Regions from separate parts of the Urocitellus parryii genome. Here region 1 is linked to region 2. A link is a contact called in public Hi-C data. All regions are on one chromosome and are shown on one strand. The core of a region is the stretch at or near the end of the contact, and the rest is flanking DNA. Distances in the headings are between cores, read along the strand shown. Region 1 holds the start of Cdk6 (cyclin dependent kinase 6). Region 2 holds the start of Fam133b (family with sequence similarity 133 member B).

Region 1 (5,320 bases), core at 1,475-3,974, 220 kb after region 2:
GGAATTCCTAGTCTGGCCAAGCAAGTCACTGGGGACAGTGGTTACCCCAAGGCAAAGGCGGAAGAGAAGAAAACAGGAAGGAAACAAAAAGGGAATAGAGATCTGTAGCTCGTGAGAGTGACCTCATCAATAATTTCAAGTGTCACTGATTTCATAGCATATGACTGATGGCCTTTTCTGAAAAGCTTCAGGCTAAGTAGTTTCTTGGTTCCAAAGCCCACAAAGTCTGTGCTCGAATATGATTTGCTCTTAAAAAAAAAAAAAAAAGGTAAATTGAGGCCTTCCTGGGAACCTGTTTAAGGGTAAGGGTCCTATACTAACCTATTGGAATACAAATGCTCAGATATTCAAAGTACTTTAAAATTTACAAAGTGCTTTCACATACATTATCTCAATTTTATCCTCCCAACTCCAAGAAGTAAGAGTCATCCTTATCACTTAACAGATAAACATAATTTTAGAAAACTATGCCTTCATCTTCACTTCATAAATACATCCTTCCAGAATTCACAGTTCAAAATCCAAGTCATGGGTCAGTCAGAACTCTCTAAAAACAAAGCCACACTTAAAACTGGATAAATCACAATGGGAGAGATCAGCCAAATCTACCAGCACAATAGAAAAGCAGCCTTCCTCTGTTATAAGAATAGACTGCACTTTGTAAACTATAATAATACACAGGAATGCCTCTTTAACTGCTTTTCATGGTAGGGTTACTTTATTTGTAGACATGATGATCAACTTTAATTGGACACTCCATAGATAATGGGCAATAAAGTGAGAACTTTGATTTTAAAATTCTAGTGGTAGAATTCATCCTTTGAGAGAGCTCCAGTGATTCCTGTGGGACGATAACTAAGTTATAGGGAGCTAAAGGTACCCTTCTTCTTTCCCTCCAATGGCACAAAGACCACCCCCAGAGGGTTATTGTTGCTTTTTAACAAATATACAAAAGGTAATTATTGCTTTTACATAAATTCCATTTTCCTAAACACTCCTCCCAGTCTCATTATCTTTTGCCTCCCGCCACTTGACTAGCTAAAATGGAGGTATAATGGGGGTCCTCTCTCTATTGCCCTTGACTACCTTATTTATGTATTTATGATTCTTTGCTGTCTTTTCCCCTGATTCTCACTGTGTGGGGAACAAAACACCACACAAATCACCCAGCCCAGGATAAGAGGAGACAAGTTAAAACCTCCCAGTGAGATTCCATAGACACTTGGTCTCCCTAAGTCCACAGAGGGCTTGGTATTTCAAAGGTCAGACTTGGGTCTCTTCATTTTGAGGACTAATGTTAAACTGTTTGACTTCTTACAAGAATATTTAGCTGTGTTTATTTACATAATTTCATGGAGGTCACACGGTAGGCAAGCAGTCGCTCAACAGGATACCTAGATGGATGAGTAGACAAGAAGATCCCAGGATCTCCTTTCTCCAACACACTGAAGGTAAAGAGCTGAAAAGGGTAAAATCACAACCCAATTTGAAGAAGCTTCTGTCCACTTCTTTTCGATTTGAAGCTATGAAGCTATGCATCTGTTTAAAAAGAAAGGGATGACACAACCACACAATGGGGAAATTCCAGGATCACCAAGAGAACACCATTATACTAAGTCCACACACTTTCTTTTAATACTGGTTACTACTCACAAGAGAGACTGTTAACTGCTGTCTTCCCACCAACTTGCAGGACCAGTCCAAGGAAAGCAAGGAATTTAAAGATACCATAACATGGACTCACATCTAACCCTTGGGAAAGGGAATCTAAGGACTGTGTCAGTCCAGAGATATGAAGTCAGACAAACAGGTAACAGTTTTTGGAAGACATTTTTTAAATGACGCTGCTTGACACTGATCATCAGCAATGAAATTCCTTAGACCACCAGAACCCACTTTTATTATGAAACTTTAACAAAAAGAAACTGGGTGTGATTGGTAAACATGTTCTTGAGTTTCTTCATTTTCTTTAAAGCGGTACTTACCCTAGGCTCCACCCTTAAAGTCCCGACCTATTAATTATCACCTGCAACTTGTTGTCTTTCTCACTCATTTTCAGTTTCTCAAAAATTCCCCATGGCAGAGAAAAATATGTGGGGGCTGGCGGGGAGTGCCTCGAGTTGGTAGGTTCCACGTCCCTAAAAGGCACCCAACTCCCCTGGATCCCCTTCAGTACAGGCTTCGGAACTGCCCAGCAGCGGGGGAAGCCTGCGTAGGTCTCTTTTTCTGACTGGTCTTTCTGGCTGGTAAGGTCACCGGCTCTGGCAACAAAACTTACTCAGTCAGATCGACGGGTGGCCCTGGCCTTCCCCAGCCCCCCTGCCTGGAACCTTCCTAAGTCCGAGGATCCCCGGCCTGGCCTCACCAGAAGCGCTGCCCCCGACGGTGCGGGCGCTGCACCCAGCTCACCTGACCACGTTGGGGTGCTCGAAGGTCTCCAGGTGCCTCAGCACCGCCACCTCGCGGATGGTGGAGAGCGGCATGCCCTCCTCGCCCGTCTGCACCCGCACGCGCTTCAGTGCCACGAACCGGCCTCCGTTCTTCAGGTCGCGGGCTTTGAACACCTTCCCATAGGCGCCCTCCCCGATCTCCGCCACGCACTCGTACTGCTGGTCCGCGCGGCTCAGGCCGTCCTTCTCCATGTCGCCTTGACGCCTCCCGGCACGGCGCAGCTGGGGCGGGCGGGGGTGCGGTTGGTTCGCTAGTCTCCTCCGGTGCTCCCGGAGCTCGGTCTTGCTCGCCCTCGCCCCCGCTGGCTCCGGCGCTCGGACTCAGGGGCTCTCGCGGACGCTGGACTGGATGGAGCGACCTCTCCGCCGGCTGGCGTAACCCTGGTGCCGCCGCGAAACTCCGCCTGCCGAGTCGCCGCCGGAGGAGCGAGTGGATCCCTCCTCTTCCCTCCCCGAAGCGAAGTCCTCTACACAGACACCGCACCGATTACATAGTCTCTGTCCGAACGCGTCTCGGTCCACAATCTTTGCACCTAAAAGAGAAGACGGGAAAACAAGAAAGTGCAATCAGACATCCCAGGAGCCTTCCACGGGGTTCCTCTAGATTCCCCTCCTCCTCCTTCATGAAGCCCGAGTCGCTACCCTCCGCGAGCTCCGGCCTTCTCCAAGCCTCCTAATCCTTCCTGGTTTCACCGAGAAAAGCGAAGTTACTTTTCTTTCCCTACAGGGCTGGAGCCGTCTTCGCGAGGAGAGGTTGCAGGGGCCCCTCGGGGATGAGCGCGCCGCGCGGGACGCAGTGGAACGGGAGGGGGCGTGCCGAGCAGCCCAGAGTGTGCTGGGAGCGCGGGGGGGAGGGAGGCGCTGGGGACGTCAATGTCACGGCTTAATATTTATACCTTTATGATTGTATGCGCGGCTACCCTCCTCGCCTCCTGGGACCTGGAAGTACAGGGAGTGGGGGTCCTGGTGCCTTCAGGGACCATGCACAATGTGGTGTGAACGGACTGAGGGTCCACCCGTTTGGGGCCGCAGAATGTGGGTGGGGGCTCTCGGGACCCTGTAATCCGATGCTGGGAGTGTGCGAAAAGGGGTGGTCAGACATCTGCTCGGAAATTGCTTCCTTTCTTTCTACTTTCAGTTTTTCCTCGAGGAGACATTTAAAAACGATTCGCACACGCAAATGGTCTTTGGGGGGTAAAGGAGTCTTGGTGGGAAATGGAATTCTCCTCCGACTCGGAGGACCTCCCTGGTGGAAACCCAGGGAAGACAACCATCGGGTTGGGGAGGGCTGGGGCTACTTGGGGTGGGAGGACGAGAGGCCCTGGAAGGGGGGGAGTCCCCCACGGGAGCCCAAGAGTGGGAGAAAGGGATGTTCGCCACACTTTCGCTTGTCGTGTCCTTAAAAGAGTAACTTAAGGAAGAAGACACCATAACCGTGTCTTGACTTGAAGTTTTCTGATTTCAACCAGAGCAAAACGCCACCTCCCTAAAAAGGGTGGGGGTGGAGGTAGTAAAGGCCATGGCTCCTAGGGTGAGGGAGAGGGGGCTGTGCCGAGGGTACCCGGACTCAGGAACCTTTCCCCACTGCCAGTGTCGTCCTGATAGAAGTAGCGCGGGTGGCTGCTCCACTGCCCTTTGGGCCAGGTCCTGTCTTCAGCTGGGCGCCCCCAATCCCCAGAACCCTCTGCACAACAAAGTGCCTGAAAGGGGTACCCTAACTTTCCCTCCCCTATACAGGACGTAGGGAAACTCCCTCCCCCACAGGCGCCTCAGCCACCGCCGGACATTCGCCACGCTAGCAACGTGTCCAGAATTCCCAGGACACCTCGGAGTTACCTGCCCCGCAACCGCGGGCCGCTCGCCTTCTGCCAGAAATTAAAGAAAAAACAAATAGCGCGACCCCCACGGTGTGCGGGCGGAGCGGACCGCAGCGAGGGCAGGGCCTCTCAACACTTACTCTTTTCAAAACTTTCCTTAAAAGCCGAGGAAAGAGCCCCCAGAGCCTGCCCCGGGGTCTGAGCCAGGTCGAGGGCCACACAGGTAGCGGGGGAGCAGCCGGCGGCCGCCCAGTCCTCCCCTCCCACGTCCCCCTCCCCCTCCCGCTCGAGTCCAGCCCTGGGCCCCGCCGCAAAGGAAGCGTCGGGGACGTCCCACCCCCGCAGGGAACTGCGCCCGCTGCCCCCGCCCGGCCCCGCACCACCCGCGCTGGCTCTCCCCCCTCGCTCGCGGACGGTCGGCTTCAGCAGAGGGAAACGGGAGCAGCAATGCCTTTTCCCCCCCTCTCCTCCACTTTTTTTTGTTGTTGTTGTTGCTTTCCCACGCTGGCTGAATGTGACTTGACCCCATTTCAAAAAAGTTTGACATAGTGCTTCAACATTTCCGCATTCCTCCGCGACTACAAAGGCTGCAGCCGCCTCCTTCTGCTTTCTGTCTCTGCTCTCTGTCTTCACACTCAATGAAATCCTTCATGTGCCTCTCCCGAAGCCTGCCAAGCACCGCAAGGGTCGCCACCAGCGCAGCGAGAAGAGGCCGCACCGGGGACCGCGACTCCCGCGTGTGCGCACATGCAGATGCGCCCACGTGCACACGGACCAGCGCGCTGCGGGGCCCGGAGCTGCTCGCTGCGGGCGTGCGTTTTAACTTCGATATTTTAAGTAATAAAAATAAACTTGGAAACTAAAGCAAACGTGTGTCCTCGCGGGGCTGAAAGCTTGGGCACTGGTCGGCTGCGTGCACTCCTCTGTGCATAACACGCCCGCGGGGTTGCCAGCAGGAAGCCCGCGTTAACATTTATTTCATGGTGGGGAAGATGGAGCCCACACCCACACCTCAACAAGCTGCAGAGGGAGCTTTCCTGGGGAAATAATTTG
Region 2 (5,460 bases), core at 2,059-4,558:
TCATTTAAAGTATAATTATATGAGCTACTATTGAAGTAGTTAGGCTTACATTTAAGCTTTTGACCAAAAATATTATCCTTAGTCTGCTTAAGTACAAGCCAAATGCCTTAATTATTTAGTTCAATTAAGATAGTGATATTTAAAAAGTAAATTTTATGTGCTAGGTTCCATGCAAAACACTTAATACTTTATTGTTTTTTTAAAAAAACATTTTTAGTTGTGCAGATGGACACTATTTATTTATTTATTTAGGGTGCTGAGGATCGAACCCAGTGCCTCCTCACACATGCTAGGCAAGCGCTCTACCACTGAGCAATAGCCCTTGCCCAATACTTTGTTCTTTAAATCACCAAGGATCAATTCTTTTACTATGCATCCCAAAAAGTATGAAAATAATAAAAATATGAAATCTGTATGTTCATATTTCATAAAAATATGAAAATAAAATCTAAAATATGAAGATTGTGCAGTTTCTTGTACTTGACCACTGCACCACACACATGCCCAGCCCTATTTTTTGTATTTTATTTAGAGACAAGGTCTCACTGAATTGTTTAGTACCTCACTTTTGTTGAGGCTGGCTCTGAACTCGTGATCCTCCTACCTCAGCCTCCTGAGCCACTGGGATTATAGGCCTGTGGCACATGTGAAACCCAGAAGGGCAAATTGGGCTCAAAGGGATATTTATTTGGACAGGTATTTGAAAAGAGTAATGTGGTATAACTACTAACGACACAATGTACAGAATTTAATTTGTTAGTTTCACTACCTATTTTTATCTATAAGATACATCTATTTTAACCTATTTTTATCTATAAGATACATCTATTTTAGAGGGCACAAACTAACAGGAAAAAAAAAGAAGAAGAAGAAGAAATCTTCCAGAAAACAAAAGGCATAAAGGGTGGCCATCATGAACTCAAAAGCCCTTTAGAGATCCCAAGAATTAAAATGTCTATTTTAACAGACTATTCAAGAATGTACACAGAGAGAATCCTAATGTAAACTCTTGACTCTGAGTGATCATGATGGGTTAACATAGGTTCATCAATTTTAACAAATGTACTCTGGTGCCAGATGTTGATAATGGGGGAGTCTGTACATGTGTGGGAGTATAAGGGAACTCTCTGTACTTTCTGTTCAATTGTGCTGTTAACCTAAAATTGCTCTAAAAAATAAAGTCTATTTTAAAAAAATTGTTCAACCTGAAATTTAATGGAGTTTTGTGGAAAAATAGCCCTATAATCTATAAAATTATGATATTATCATCAAAGAAAGAATCAACCTGAATTGTTTTCAAGATAATCAAATGTATAACACCAAGAGTGAGTGAACCCTAATTCAAACTACTGACTTTGGTTGACAATGATATGTTAGAGTAGGTCATCAATTAGAACAAATAAAGGGGATGTTGATAATGGGGAGGTTATGTATGTGTGTAAGCAGAAATTTTGCTGTGAATCTAAAAATGTTTTTTAAAAAAGTCTTAAAAACAAAAATGACCCAAGTTTAACCAGTCCCAGTTGAAACAGTACTATCCCTTTCTCTGTGCAATAAGTTGACTGAATTAGACCATATGTGTCTTCTGCCTCTTAATTTCATGTTTTTATTCTCACAATCTTTGAAGTACAAATAAATGTTACCAGAACACTCTGTGCCATGATAGCATACAAAAAAGTACGCAGTTGTTATCAAAATGCTCTAGTAAATTAATCTAATTTGGTTAAGTTTTTCAAATGCTTTAAAACCAAAATTTTCCTCCCAGTAAAAGGAAACACTTTAGGTCTCTATAAAAAAACTGCAGCCAAAGTCAGATGATTTCTAAGTTCAAGGCCCAAGAACATTAAAAGAGCCCAAACATTTCAACATCTCAAACCTAAGTTTGATGCCTGGCACAACACAGTTTCAACTACGGTCATCAAGTCACTACAGCAAAGTCTTGCAGTCAGGAAAAAAGAATATTCTTCAACTTTATAATCAAGGTTCACTACCTCAGTGGTTCCTAGATATTTTCCAATTACAGACTACATAAAACAAACACTTTTAAGTAAGTTGGGAAATGTCATTTCATAACAGTGAGGCTCTTTTAGCACATACACAAACACTCCCGCAAATAATTGTTAAAAAAAAAAAACCCCAAACCTAGAACGTAGTACATTAGCTTTATATTTTCCTCATTTTGCTAATCAATGATTAAAATTCTGTAATACACAAGCCCAAGAATCACCAGGCTACAACCCATTCTTATTCACTATTCTCTCAGGTTTACTGCTCATACAACCTGATTCAGAACCTGGGCTTTTGAAACCAATCCGCAGCCCTTCTGCACCTCCAGCGATTTGAATGCTTTCCTTGTCCAAAGTACCTTCTCTTTGGAATGCCCTGAGAACCTCAAACGTCTATCAGGTATCATTTATTACTCCTCCTGCAATGAATTACTTAATCCTTTTCTCACTGAGTAGTAATCTTCATGCCACACACTCTCTTGGGCATCATGCCTTTTGTGGTCCTAACTATTCTGCGAGGTTGTGGGTAATAATGATCCCCTTTTATAACAGGTTCAGGGGGGAAAAGTAACCTAAGTCACCTAATTCCCGAAGTACCAAAACTGGCATTGAACTCTGCTCGGAACTCCACAGTCAACTATTTCCACGCCACACATCCCTTTTGCTGGCGCCAGACAGTATGCGATCAAATGCTGCGACCCCAGTTCTCAAATGCTAGCCCGTCCGTAGCTAAAGCCTGGCGCGCTGCTGGCCCCCGGGTGCAGAAGCCATGGCCTAGGCCTAGGCGCCGAGCTGGGCTGCGCGATCCAGAGGAACGGGAGAGTCCCGGAGCCTCCACGAGCCTCAGAGTTCGAAATTACAGACAGAAAGGGGCAGATTTCCCCCTGGGTCTTTGCGGCTGTAAAAAGTGGGTACTGCTGGCGCGGGAGCGGGAGGAAAGGGAGCTAGGGAGCAGTGCCAGAGGGAGCGGCGGGGTGGGGGACAAAAGGGAGGGCCGGGGAGAAAGTTGGGGACCCGAAGGCGCCAACTGTGTGCCTGGCGCACGCGCGTCTGGGATGGCGGAGGGTGCTAGGTCTCGCGGCCCCAGGTCCGAGCGTAGCCGCTAGCCCTCCCGCCGAGCCGGAAAGGGCGAGAAGACCCGCTTTCCTGCCGGCCGGCCCCCAGTCACCCCACTGTTTACCCCGTCGAGTACTCACCACTCGATTGTCCCGCTTCCCCATGGTGCCGGTCGGAGCGCACAGTGAAGACGCCGAGAGAGACCAGGCCAGCGGAGCAGCCGAAGCGGGCCCGCCGCGGGTCCTACGGACGGCTTCCCTCCCCGTCCAAAGAGCGGCGCCGCGCGAACCGACAGCTGATTTCGGCCACAGCGCCCCCTTCCGCCGCGGAGGATATGCAGGCGCCAGCGATCTCCTGCGCTTCCCAAGGATCTGCTGGGGGATTCCAGTAGCTTTCACCCACCTGGTGTGGGGCGGACCCTGCGCGTCTGTATGGCGGTCTCCCCGAGGCAGCTTGTTTCCGTCTGGACTTGGATTGTTTTGTTTTCTTCCAATCTTTATGTGTTGAAATATTCATTCTAGGGGATATAAAATTAGCCCAACGTTTATTATGTGGTTGACATGGTGCAGGTGCTGGGGATAAAGTGAGGGCCCACTGGTTGCTCAGAGTCCATCAGCTGCTGGAGGAGAAAGACAACACTGTCACAGATGTTGCTAACGAAACCGCCCTATAAATTCAATTTCATTCATCCATCACCCGTGCATTCCTTTCACACTAATTTTCCATCATCTACTTTTCACTAGCTAGGTGTCCTAAGCTGGAGCTGGGACCAAACACAAAGACAGTTAAGACACCATCTGTGCTTTCAAGCAGCGTGGTTATAAACAGGTAAGGGAGATAAACACATATAGGACCAACTCTCTGCGTGGTGTGCCGTAATATTGTTAGCACAGCACTGTAGCTTCAAGGGAGACGATCTAGGCTCCAGAGAAGGGTACTACATATTAAGTATTTATAGTCTTGGATAAAATGGCTCCTCCTCGGGTTTCATGTTAGCAAAGAGTATTAGGAAGTAACTGAAAATCAATTAGGATCCTTTCTGGACTCTTGGAAAATGGCATAAGGGGACTTATTTTCATTACATTCACTAAAAGGCTTTCAAATCATCTTTTCCACTCTGGCTCTCTCCCTCTCTCTCTCTTATATTGCATTGTAGAACAGATGTTTCCAACTCCTACTTTCTTTCTCAAAACTTTCCCCAAACTCTCTCAAATGCAGTCTTTGGCAGTTCTCCATATTCCACTCGAGTAGCCCACTTTGCTTCCTAGTGCAGATCAGGCCTATGGTCTTCATTTGTCTAACTCCATTAGCAGATGTAAGCTGAGGACTCTGACCAAAGACACACTTTTCTTTCTGCACAAGAAGGAGAGGAGAATCTGTGAATATTAAATTCTTCTTTACTCATGGCTCATTTATATTGTTTTTAATATTCTAGCATTTGGCAGATATTATTTACAGCATCTCAACCTGAGAGCATGAGAATACATGCAGGAGAAAACTTTTTCCCTTCTAAGCTCCTTCTTACTTTTCACTTTCTTGCCCTTTGATTACTTTTGTGGGTACAGAGATTTTTAAAACATATAATGATGCTATTAGTTAACACAAAATTTTGTGTTTTCTTTACATAGATCCCCTCTGGCAAGGTACTAGCCCCTCCTGGATAGAGCATGGATTCCAGGGAAGGAAAGAGAAAGAGGAAAACGACTGAGGAGCCATGGAGATAATTAAGGCTTCAGCAGTTGATAAAGTCTAGATCAGACCAAATCTTCTCAAGGTATACCTCACATCCAAGGTATACCTCACATCCACTCAATGGGAAGAATTGTTTACACATCTTTTTACACGTGTGATCTGTGAATAAATACTTTCCTTTTAGCAATGAACTTACATGCTCTCTCAAATATTCTGGGTGTAATGAAGAGATTGCATGCCATTTTTCACATGAGAAAAACTGGGGCTTAGAGAAACCAAATAATTTGCTCCAGGTCTCACAGCAAGAAAGCAGAGAAGTTGGGGACCAAATGCACATGATTAAATATGAAAACATGAAAGCATGTGCTTCCCTTACAGCATCAGGCTACCTTCAGAAGTGGAAGGGGTAAGGAACCCGGGAGGATTGAGAAGGGGCATTTCAGGTGGCCTGTGATCCTTGGCCAACTTCTCACAGAAAAACGGAGAGGGAAGGACACTCCAAACAGAGGGAACTGCCTGGATAAAAGAGGAGAGGGGATGCAGCCAGGTGTGGTAGCATGGAACACCTGTGGTAGAGGTGAGGCAAGACTGGAAAAGTCCCTGGAGTTGGAGGAAAAGGACCTAGAATGCCAGGGGAATAAGCTTTACTTTATTGTGCTGGCAAAACTTCTTGAATGGGAGCAGCAAGGTGTGTGTGTGTGTGGGA

What was found. Hi-C and Micro-C count contacts between places; a contact is called where the count stands out from the background.
Region 1: a Hi-C map of muscle shows a contact between it and region 2, with 4 times the contacts expected there. The contact joins the promoter of Cdk6 here to the promoter of Fam133b in region 2. A contact is called at or near these places in 2 of 2 Hi-C or Micro-C datasets (liver and muscle).

Annotation. Positions count from the first base shown.
Region 1 is chr3:29,204,454-29,209,773 of mUroPar1.hap1, forward strand. Cdk6 (cyclin dependent kinase 6) reads right to left here and starts at 2,725. Exons shown (of 7, transcript XM_026391545.2): 1 at 2,410-2,725. The coding sequence starts at 2,642.
Region 2 is chr3:28,988,176-28,993,635 of mUroPar1.hap1, forward strand. Fam133b (family with sequence similarity 133 member B) reads right to left here and starts at 3,309. Exons shown (of 11, transcript XM_026391563.2): 1 at 3,203-3,309. The coding sequence starts at 3,226.